Linked DNA regions of Mus musculus: region 1 is linked to region 2. Evidence: chromatin contacts called from public Hi-C data. All regions are on one chromosome and are shown on one strand. Each heading gives the region's core, a stretch centred on a gene start, on an enhancer-like site or on the middle of the called end of the contact. The rest is flanking DNA. Distances are from core to core; before and after follow the strand shown.

Evidence for each region. A called contact is a pair of places that touch in the nucleus more often than the background predicts.
Region 1: a Hi-C map of uterus shows a contact between it and region 2, with 2.9 times the contacts expected there. The contact joins two enhancer-like sites. A contact is called at or near these places in 14 of 484 Hi-C or Micro-C datasets (B cells, the G1E-ER4 cell line, the HL-1 cell line and 8 more) and 4 of 115 datasets of contacts at active chromatin or transcription factors (astrocytes, bone marrow-derived macrophages, differentiating embryonic stem cells and 1 more).

The regions. Positions count from the first base shown.
Region 1 is chr13:52,215,972-52,220,469 of GRCm38.p6, reverse strand. No RefSeq gene overlaps it. Among named protein-coding and RNA genes, the nearest start is that of Gm33041, 4.6 kb to the left of the region's middle. Within about 2 kb of position 3,174, at least 10 of the 459 cell types and tissues checked have an H3K27ac peak or open chromatin away from gene starts, as enhancers often do. A contact at or near this core is called in uterus, where this site is marked.
Region 2 is chr13:52,045,389-52,050,199 of GRCm38.p6, reverse strand. No RefSeq gene overlaps it. Among named protein-coding and RNA genes, the nearest start is that of Gm40948, 36 kb to the left of the region's middle. Within about 2 kb of position 2,094, at least 29 of the 459 cell types and tissues checked have an H3K27ac peak or open chromatin away from gene starts, as enhancers often do. A contact at or near this core is called in uterus, where this site is marked.

The DNA.
Region 1 (4,498 bases), core at 1,925-4,424, 170 kb before region 2:
CTTAGTTTCTTCCTTCTGTTCCTAGTTGTACTAGACAGGATCCTAGGACTTTGCCAAGTAGACTAGTCTGGCTAGCCCAGGGAGCTGCAGAGATTCTCTTGTCTCCACCTCCCCAGGGCTGGGATTACAAGTGTGCTCTATGCCTGGCTTTAAATGTGTTCTGGGGATCAAATGAAGGCCCCAGTGTTTGCACCTTAGCACGAGGCATCTCCCCAGATACCCAGCATCTCTTCTTTTCCTGAGGTTTGCTCCCTCTATTCCTGCCTCCCCACCCTCCCATGCTTACCTCTCCCCATCCTCCAAGCTATGAGAAGGATAGCTGATTGTGAGCCTGAGGAGCAACCCAGTAAGCATCATTCCTCCACTGTTCCTGCATCTGCTTCTCCTTGAGTTTCTGCCTTAGCTCTCTTCAGTGATAGACTATGATGGGACCGTGTAAGTCAAAAATACCCTTTCCTATCCACGCTGCTTTTGGTCATGGTGTTTTATCAGCATGCAGCAGAGAGCCAACGAGGAAAGAATCTCTAAGAAGTTTCTCCCTGAAGAAGGAGTTGGGGGTGGGGTGGAGCGGGGCAGGGCAGAATCCCTGGATGGATGGTCACCTCTCACACAGCTCTGTTGCTTTGTCAGTGACCTCCCCAGCCATGTCCCATGCCCCTAACATTCTAAGCTCACTTGTGAGCCTCACTTTCTGAGGGGTCACATGCTTTATTAAAGCTATCTTCCAGTGGACACAGGCCAGGATCCCTCAGGAGATGTTTCAGCTAAATCAAGGTTCCATCATGGCCCCTTCATTCTGGATGGGTTCTGACAGGCCTAATACTGTGTACAGATATTCCCTGAATGCAGAAGAGTGAGCTCAGACTAGACACATCTATTAAGTTGAGCCAAACACATATTAAAATAGGCTAGTTCTAGCCGGGTGGTGGTGGTGCACACCTTTAATCCCAGCACTTGGGAGGCAGAGGCAGGCGGATTTCTGAGTTCGAGGCCAGCCTAGTCTACAAAGTGAGTTCCAGGACAGCCAAGGCTACACAGAGAAATCCTGTCTTGAAAAAAGAAATAGGATAGTTCTAGGCAAGATCTTTAACAATTTTGGATTAATGAAAGTTGTATGATATCTCATTTTTATTATATTACAGTTTATATTTTTGATTTTTTTATACTGAGTCTTATTTAAAAGCCTTCTTAGCCCCAAAGTAAAAAGATAACTTCTCCTCTCCCTCTTCTTTCTCCTGTCCCTCCTCCCCTTTTTCCTCTCCATCCTCCTCTTCTTTCTCTTCTTCTTTTTTTTTTTCATGAGCTAGAATCTCGATATGAAGTCTAGACTGGTCTCAAACTCAGAGAGATCCTCCTGCTTCAGCCTCCCAAGTGCCAGGATCACATGTATGAGCCACCACACCCAGTAAATAAAGATAACTAAAACCATCATCTAGCTATTCTAAGAGTGAGTGGCTTTTCCTTTCGTGATTGCTTGGCTTCCTAACTACTAGTGAGGCTCTTGCCAGTATTCTTCAGCCTAAGAGCAAGTGTTCTTTCTGGAAAAACTGATGATCATCCTATTTTCTTTGGATATTCTTTCCAACCACCACCATCAAGCTCAGAACAGTAATTAAGCACCACTAAAGGGCTTTGCTTGGTAACTGTGTGAGTCCTCCCCACTGAAATGATGTACATGTGTGCATGTGAATACTCACATGTGTATGTGTGTGCATCTATGTGTATGTATGTGCACATAAGTATCTATATGTGTGTATGTGTGTGTACATATGTACTCACATGCGTATGTGCGTGCACATAAGTATTCATTTGTGTGTGTATGTGCTTGCACATAAGTATCCATATGTGTGTATGTATGTGTATGCACACACATGCTTTATGAGTGACTCTGCTGAGAACATGTGTGAAATTTGGTGGAAAGTGCTCAGCCTGGTCACACTAATGTGTCTTCTATTTTGTGGCGTGGTCACCAAGTCCCTAGGTGACAAGGATAGCTTTCATTATCTTACCAGATGACATGGTCTGTGTCCTACTCTGCCTGGAACTTGACTTCCAGAGGCCATGTTCCTCTCATGAGTCACATGGTGAAGACATCCTGACACTGACAACACACAGCATCACCTCTGGCCTTGGAAAGCTGCTCTAATGTAAAACATCCCTGGGGTTTTCATGTATCCCTGCTTGGCAGGAAGAGGATGCTGCTTCTGTCTGTTCATGGAAAGCAGTAGACAGGATGCCTAGAAATGACATGACTGTATGCCAATAAAAATGTATTTATACATAACACATTTCTGTTCTACACAATTTTCATGGAGGATTGTTATCATCTGTTTTTTCCCCCTCTTTTTCCTTCTTTCTGTTTTTATAACCATGTCACGGTGGTGGAAAAACTAAAGTGGCCGCATCCCTTCACCCAGTGGACTGAACACTTGTTGGCTTTTTTTCTGGGATCTTTTTACAGTATCGGAAATCACAAAGACTCAGCGCCTCCCTCCACAGGGGACTGGTTAAACAGATTTGGCACACGATATGGGGTGACAGATGCCAGTCTTTATAAAGATACGTGTTTAACCCCTCATGTGCTAAAAGGTGTAAGACTTCAAGACACCAGGCTAAATGAAAAAGAGAAAGATGGAGAAACACATTATGCCCAGAGTTGAGAAAAAGAAAGCTCAGATAGATGCCAACCTTCTGATCCATATCAAAATATCTGATAAACGACACAGAAAGTTGACAGTACTAATGTTGTTTTTACGTTTGTTTTGAGAATCTGATCTGGCCAGGCTGTGGTAGAAGAGAGAATTTTAGCTGTGCAAGTTTTAATATGTGTAATCACTTAGTTATATAAGTGTATTTCTTACCTAATTAAAATTTAAATGTAAGAAAACCAGGTGACGTCTCTGACATACATAAAGCCCAAAATTATTCAGAATATGGACTTGACTATACACTACCTTAAAAGGTTGGATTATATCATGTGAGTATACACATACACACAACCTTTAATGTCACAAATTCCAGAATGGTCTAAAATCTCATTAAAATCTGGGACACACTTGATGAACGGATGAAGAAAAATGTGGCCTGTGCTCACAATGGGCCATGGTTCAGCCACAAAGGCTGATAACCTGTCACTGGCGACAAATCCGACTGCACAGGAGGACCTTGGGCTAAGTGAGGCAAACCAGGCACCGAAAGACAAATGGGGCATGATCTCAGTGCATGTGGAATCTGAAAGTTGATGTCATAGGAGAGACTGGGACGATGATCACCAGAGGCTGGGGAGAGGAGAGCAGGAGAGAGCAAGCAGGAAGAGACTGAGCACCAGGCACAGGGTTATACTGAGACAGGAGCAAGGCATGCTGGTACTCTGCTGCAGAGAAGTGGGCAGTGATGCCAAATACATATTACCCCACATCTGTGGGGTAAGCTACGAGAACATCTGGAGAGAGTTGACAGTATTTTAATGATAAGTATCTAAAGAGATCAATATATGACTTGTTCATTGCATAAGGTACTCAGACTGGTTTAAAAATTATGTAATGCACACATGTATCAAAAGAACTCGTAGTACTCCATAAATGTGCACAGTTATAACTTGTTGATTAAGATTTGGGGGTGTACAAGTCACCACCAGGTTGAGAGCCCATGTCACCAGCTACTCAGTTGGAAATGACTGCAAAGCTTGCTACTGTCCAGTGCTGGTAATGGGTTGGGCCTCTCACCAGCAAACTGCATTCAGAAGACAGTTCCATTCCTCAGTCTCCCTTTAAAAATATGTGTGTGCAAGAATATGCACATCCCGGGTGGTCAAGCACTCCCCCTTCCAAGTGTGAGGACCTGAATTTGAGATGCAGAACTAATATTTAGAAACAACTTGTGGTGATGTGTGTGCCTGTAACCTCAGCTCTGCAGGGGCTCCTGGCCAGCCAACCTTGCCAAATACTAAGCTTCAGGATCAGCGGCTAAGGTTGTTTCACAATTAAAGGAGCAGAACAACCAGGACAGATACCCAATGTCAAGCTTAGTCTACACACACACACACACACACACACACACACACACACACACACGCACACGCACATCCATATGCATACACACACCCTTACGAAGATACAGCTGTCAGTGTGGTTGTAGGTTTAACATGGGCTATTTAGAGATGTGGGTGTGACCCATCCAAGAACGTTTTATTCTGACAGCAGAATGTCTCACTTCTTGCTAATTGTCTTGAGATATTGGAAGAAGAGGCTGTGGTAGCTTGATGTGCAGAACTGTATGCCCTCTATAGTCATAACCATTCCCACCCCCAAACACTGTGGTGCCAACCCAGCCTGGACATGGCTTCCCAGTATTGTCTCTCATGGCAGCCATGTGCCACCAATGTCCGAGGGTTGGGGATTGGAACCCAGACCAAGGTCAAAGAAAACAAGAGAAGAGGCCAGAAGAGGGTGGCTAAGTGAACAACTTCACATCGGCCAAGTTCAATGTTCCAAATAAT
Region 2 (4,811 bases), core at 845-3,344:
GATGATAGTGAGTCCACCAACAATCTGGATCGGTGCTCTCGTCTCAGGATCCTTTTATTGGAGGGGCGGGAGGAGAGTGTCTGTAGGAGTGTGTGTGCATGTTCCTGTGGGGGTGTTGCATATCTGCATGCGTGTGGACACCAGAGGTCAGCCTCGATGCTATTATTCAGGAGCTGACCTCCTTGTTTTGGAGTCAGAGTCTCTCATTGAACCTGAAGCTAAGGATTCAGCTATGCTGGCTGGCCAGTGAGCCCCAGAGATTCAAACATCTTAGTCTCCCCAGTGCTGAGATTCCAAGCTTGTGACACCCCACTCAGCTTTTTCCACGGGTGCTGGGCATCAGAGTGGGGTCTTCATGCTTACACAGCAGACATTTGATTGACTGGGCCTTCTCTTCAGCCCTTGTCTCGGGATCCTTAAGTTAATTCCACCTGCCATGGAAGTTTTGTCTCTCGAGTGGCATAGTCACAGGGATGAGGGCACGAACATGACTGGGATCTGCGGTCTTATTCAGCTGACACTGTACTAAATACCAAGGAAGATGGAGTTGGTTCCGATCAGTGTGCGGCTTTATTGGGAATCACTTTTCCCTGGAGACATGCAAGACTCATGGTGGAGTTGCAAGTGGGTGTTTTACATCCTGGTTGCTGAATGCTCAACCCAGAGACTGAAGAGCAAGAAAGGGCTGGGAGAGGCCCTGAGGTCTCCTGTCCCACACTGGGTCCCAGCTGTGCTGGCTGTACACCATGGAAATACTTTCCCTTCTCCTCAGCTGCTAAGATTGCACCTGCTGTGTGGATTAAGCCATGGCTAGATTTCTCTGGACTTGGGAGCTTTGAAAGTCTTTCTTAAAATAGATGCTTCCAGAAGAGTAAAATGGAAAAGAAGTGGCTGCCTGCTAATACTTTATAATGGACTTTAGACAGAAGCTATTGTCTGAAGAGACACCACCACGATGACATTATCAGGGGGACATTATTTCCTGTCCCTCTGTTTGACCTTGTCCCACCCGACGTGGGTGGCTTCCACCTGAGACCTTAAACACTTCTGAGTTTTCACCTCTCAGAACCTCAGAGGAATCCCCTGTTGTCACAGCCAATCTGGCTTTGCAGTAACAGTTTATGTCATGGTGACCACAGTCACTTTTCCCAGACACGATGACCTGTGGCCATCAAACATGCCCAGGAGCTCCAGCACGGAGATGTGCAGGAACCCTGTGCCAGGTCCCTCCTGAATGTTCACACATTCCTTCTACCTCTGCCAAATGACCCTTCACCCTTTCTGCCTCCCTGAAACCGCAGTCCCCACCTACTCCCTGGTCTTAATTCCTTGTCCCAACCAGCCAAGCTCCACTGCTCTCCTTACACCAGTCTGGCTTCACTATACTCTGAGCCCTTTTTGCCTGGAGTGAACCTCCAGACCCCCACCAGCTCCTTGAACAGCCACCATCTCTCTAGCTCCCCTCCTCATCCCATGAGTACCCTCCACCCCCAGCCTACCCTCCTAGCCTCACCTGACAAGCATCCTCCAATCATCCTCATCCGGCCCCTCCCCCCAGCCCCCATCCTCGCCATCCTTGCTGCTCACCATCCGCCTATGACCTAGACTCACTTGTTTCTTTCACACTTAAAAGCTCTAACTGGGTCATTCCCTTCACTCTAACACATTCTCCTTGCTTTTGAAAACAATGGCTTGTAGCGAGAAATCTCTTATAAGCAGCACCTGTCAATAAAAACGCCTACAGCTAATGAGCTGAGACAGGACATAGGAGGCGGGACACTGGCGGGAAGAGAGGATTCTGGGAAATAGGAGAGCTATAAAGGAAAGATTTGGGGTAAAAAAAAAACCGCACGAAGGAAGAAGCGGGTGTGGGCTGAAGGAGAGGTAACTAACCAGGTGGAGGACACGGAGTGGTTAGGGTTAAATAAGCTCATGACCTAGGCATATACTAATAAACAGTCAGTCTCAGAGTCGTCCTTCCAGGAGCAGGGACTGGGAAGGAAAAAACTTTTTATTTAGCAGTGGCTGCTTGAGCAACCTCACCAATGTTTCCTAGCAACCTTGTTTACCTCCTCTAGACCACAAGAAGCACATATTCTGCAGCCTGCTTCACTGCACTGGGCACATCCTGCAGGCTTTTCCTAAGGCTCTTTTACCCTATTTGTATGTTTGCTGTTCTCGCGTATTGTCTTCTGTTTATTTCACTGGGTTATTGTCTCCCTCTCCCTGGATCCCTCTCGGGGCCTCAGAAATCCACTGAGGCTCTCTGCCTCTCCTTGCTTGCTATCTAAGCAGGGGACTGGGGGAAGTAGAGATTGGTCCCTGACCACCTGAGGATGGAGGTCCCCATAGTCAGTGCCGCTTGGCTCACCTCTTCTAGGGGTTCTAAGCTGGCCCTGTGTGATAGACCTTGGTGGACGTGAACACAGGAGCCATACTCCAAGGTGTGTCAGGCAGCTTCTCTTGTCCAGGCGCTGCTAATATGGTGACCAGTGAAAGTCACCAAGTCACATGCAGAGCCCAGGGTTTCAGTGCACACACAAGTCATTCCAACACGGCACTTAGACAATGCTTTTTTTCCCTTTTCCACACATGAAGACAAGCCACAAAGGGCCCAAAACCATGATGACCTCGGGAAGGGCAGGTGAGGGAAGAGGACCGGTCCCCAGGAGAACAGCATCCACATCCTCCGAGGACTCTGAGACTTCCTCAACATCTTATTAGATCTGCCTGAGGCCAAGTTGAAAGCTGGGGCCCATCTTCTTATGTCTTTAGCCAGAGTCATTGTGACGGTTTAGACATGGTCTGGACATGGTCACGCTGGTGCTGGAGTCTCAGAGAAATGTGAAGAGATGCCCCAGCTCCTGATGAATTGCCACAGCCATGCTGTGTATTCTCTGGATTAGAAAGCCCCCACCCCACCACCCACCAGTGAGGCTCCTTTTCAAATAATTAGCTTTCCCCTCAAGGGCCTGCACCTGTGTTAACGTATCAGACACACCTCCCAAACCCCCACCTCCTACCGCAGCCATCCCCAGAGCCACCATGCCATGGGAACAGACCAGCATTCCTAAGTCACAACACACAGCTGCAGCATCCTGAAGAAGCACCAGACCCTCCATGAAGGAGGCCGCTGCAGCCCCCAGACATGTGGTGTTTTGCTGTTGTGTCTCTCAAACAAGCTGATGCTGTCGAATCTTTGCCAAAACAACTCTGTGTCCCTCACTAGCCGCCGAGGCTTCTGGAGACGGCGCACCACCACATGACATCCGTAGCGGCTCCCTCCACTTTCCACAGATGATGTTACTATCCCTTTAAACACACACACACACACACACACACATACACACATTAAATTGCTTTCCCAGGAGTTGTTGACTGTTTTCCCCACACATCCAAAAGAATGAACAGGATGCTTTGCCGGGCTGGAGGGAGGTCTGAGAAGAAACGGGAACAGCCTCACGGGACAGAGTGTCTGAGCTAGCAGGGTTGATGAAAGCAAGCATTTGGGAGCTCAAAATTGCTGTTATCTCCTCCCTGTGAATAACAGGGAGAAGGTTATAATACTGGTATATTTCTGCATTTTAACGATAAAGTTGGACCATGTCACTCCTTGAAGAAGGTTCCCAGGAAAACATAGCATTACTCAGCAACACTGCCTTAGACAGACATTCCCACCACTCCCCTTCACATCCCCCCCACCCCCACCCCACCCGCCCGCCCTGCTTCAAGTCCACTCCGGGAAGTGCTAGAAGGGAAAACATTTCCACGGAACAGCTCTGCCTGGCAGGACAAGAACCACAGATCCTGGACAGTGAGAGACGAAGAAAACAGCGTTAATTCTCTTCAATTCTGTTTAAATATTTGGTGATAAGAAATACTCCTGCAAGACCTTAACTGTTACTCCGTGGAGGAAGGGCTGCCTCTCCAGAGCTGCTGGGAATCTGTAGGGGGCTGTGCTGCCAAAGCTTTCCTTATCAGCATTCATTCTGCAGCCCAGCCTCTAAGCTGGCAGAGAGGCTCATGGTCCAGTACCAGTAGCCCACAATGGGGTGGCCACACATGCTGACAGGACAAGCAGCTTCCCAGTGTCCCTCAGGTGCTGGCAGACTCTTTCTGGCTTTCTCTTGCACCTCCTTTCACATTGTATTCGGCACGCTGGCACCTCTGAAAAATGACCTTGCTAGTATCCCTGCCTGGTGTGTTTCCCTGTTGCTGGGAGACTCTTTCTCCATAACCCCCAGGGCAGACTCCACCATGTGGTACCAGTGCCATGTGCAGCACAGGTCAGCACTGCTCTTGAATCCCAGCCTCCCTTCTTTATAACAAATACCTGGTTCAGGTATTATGTTACAGTTTCAGAAAACAGACAGAAGCAGGGAGGGGACGTGTGAGTGCTGAGGTGGGCCGCCCATAGGCCAGACTGTAACTGTCCCCATCCCCAGAGAGGCAGGGCACTCCCTCAGCAACTGAACAAGTCACAGGAGCCCCAGGAGCATGATAGGTGAGACTCCTAGAGTCATCCATCTTGTTCTTCTGAGACAAGGTTTCTCACTGGCCTGGGGCTCACCAATTCAGCTACATAGGGATCTGTCTGTCTCTGCCTGCCAGGGACTGGGATTATAAACAAGTGCCACCATGCCCAGCTCTCATGCTCACGTGCCAAGCCCGCCACTGACTGAACCATCTGCCTAAACCCCATAAGCTTATTTTCTAACGAGAACTTACCAAGTGCTGCCCAGGAATCCAGGCAGGAGGGAAATAGAGGTTGTGTATTGTAGGGGCTCCTGATTCAGTGCACTGGGGGTCCT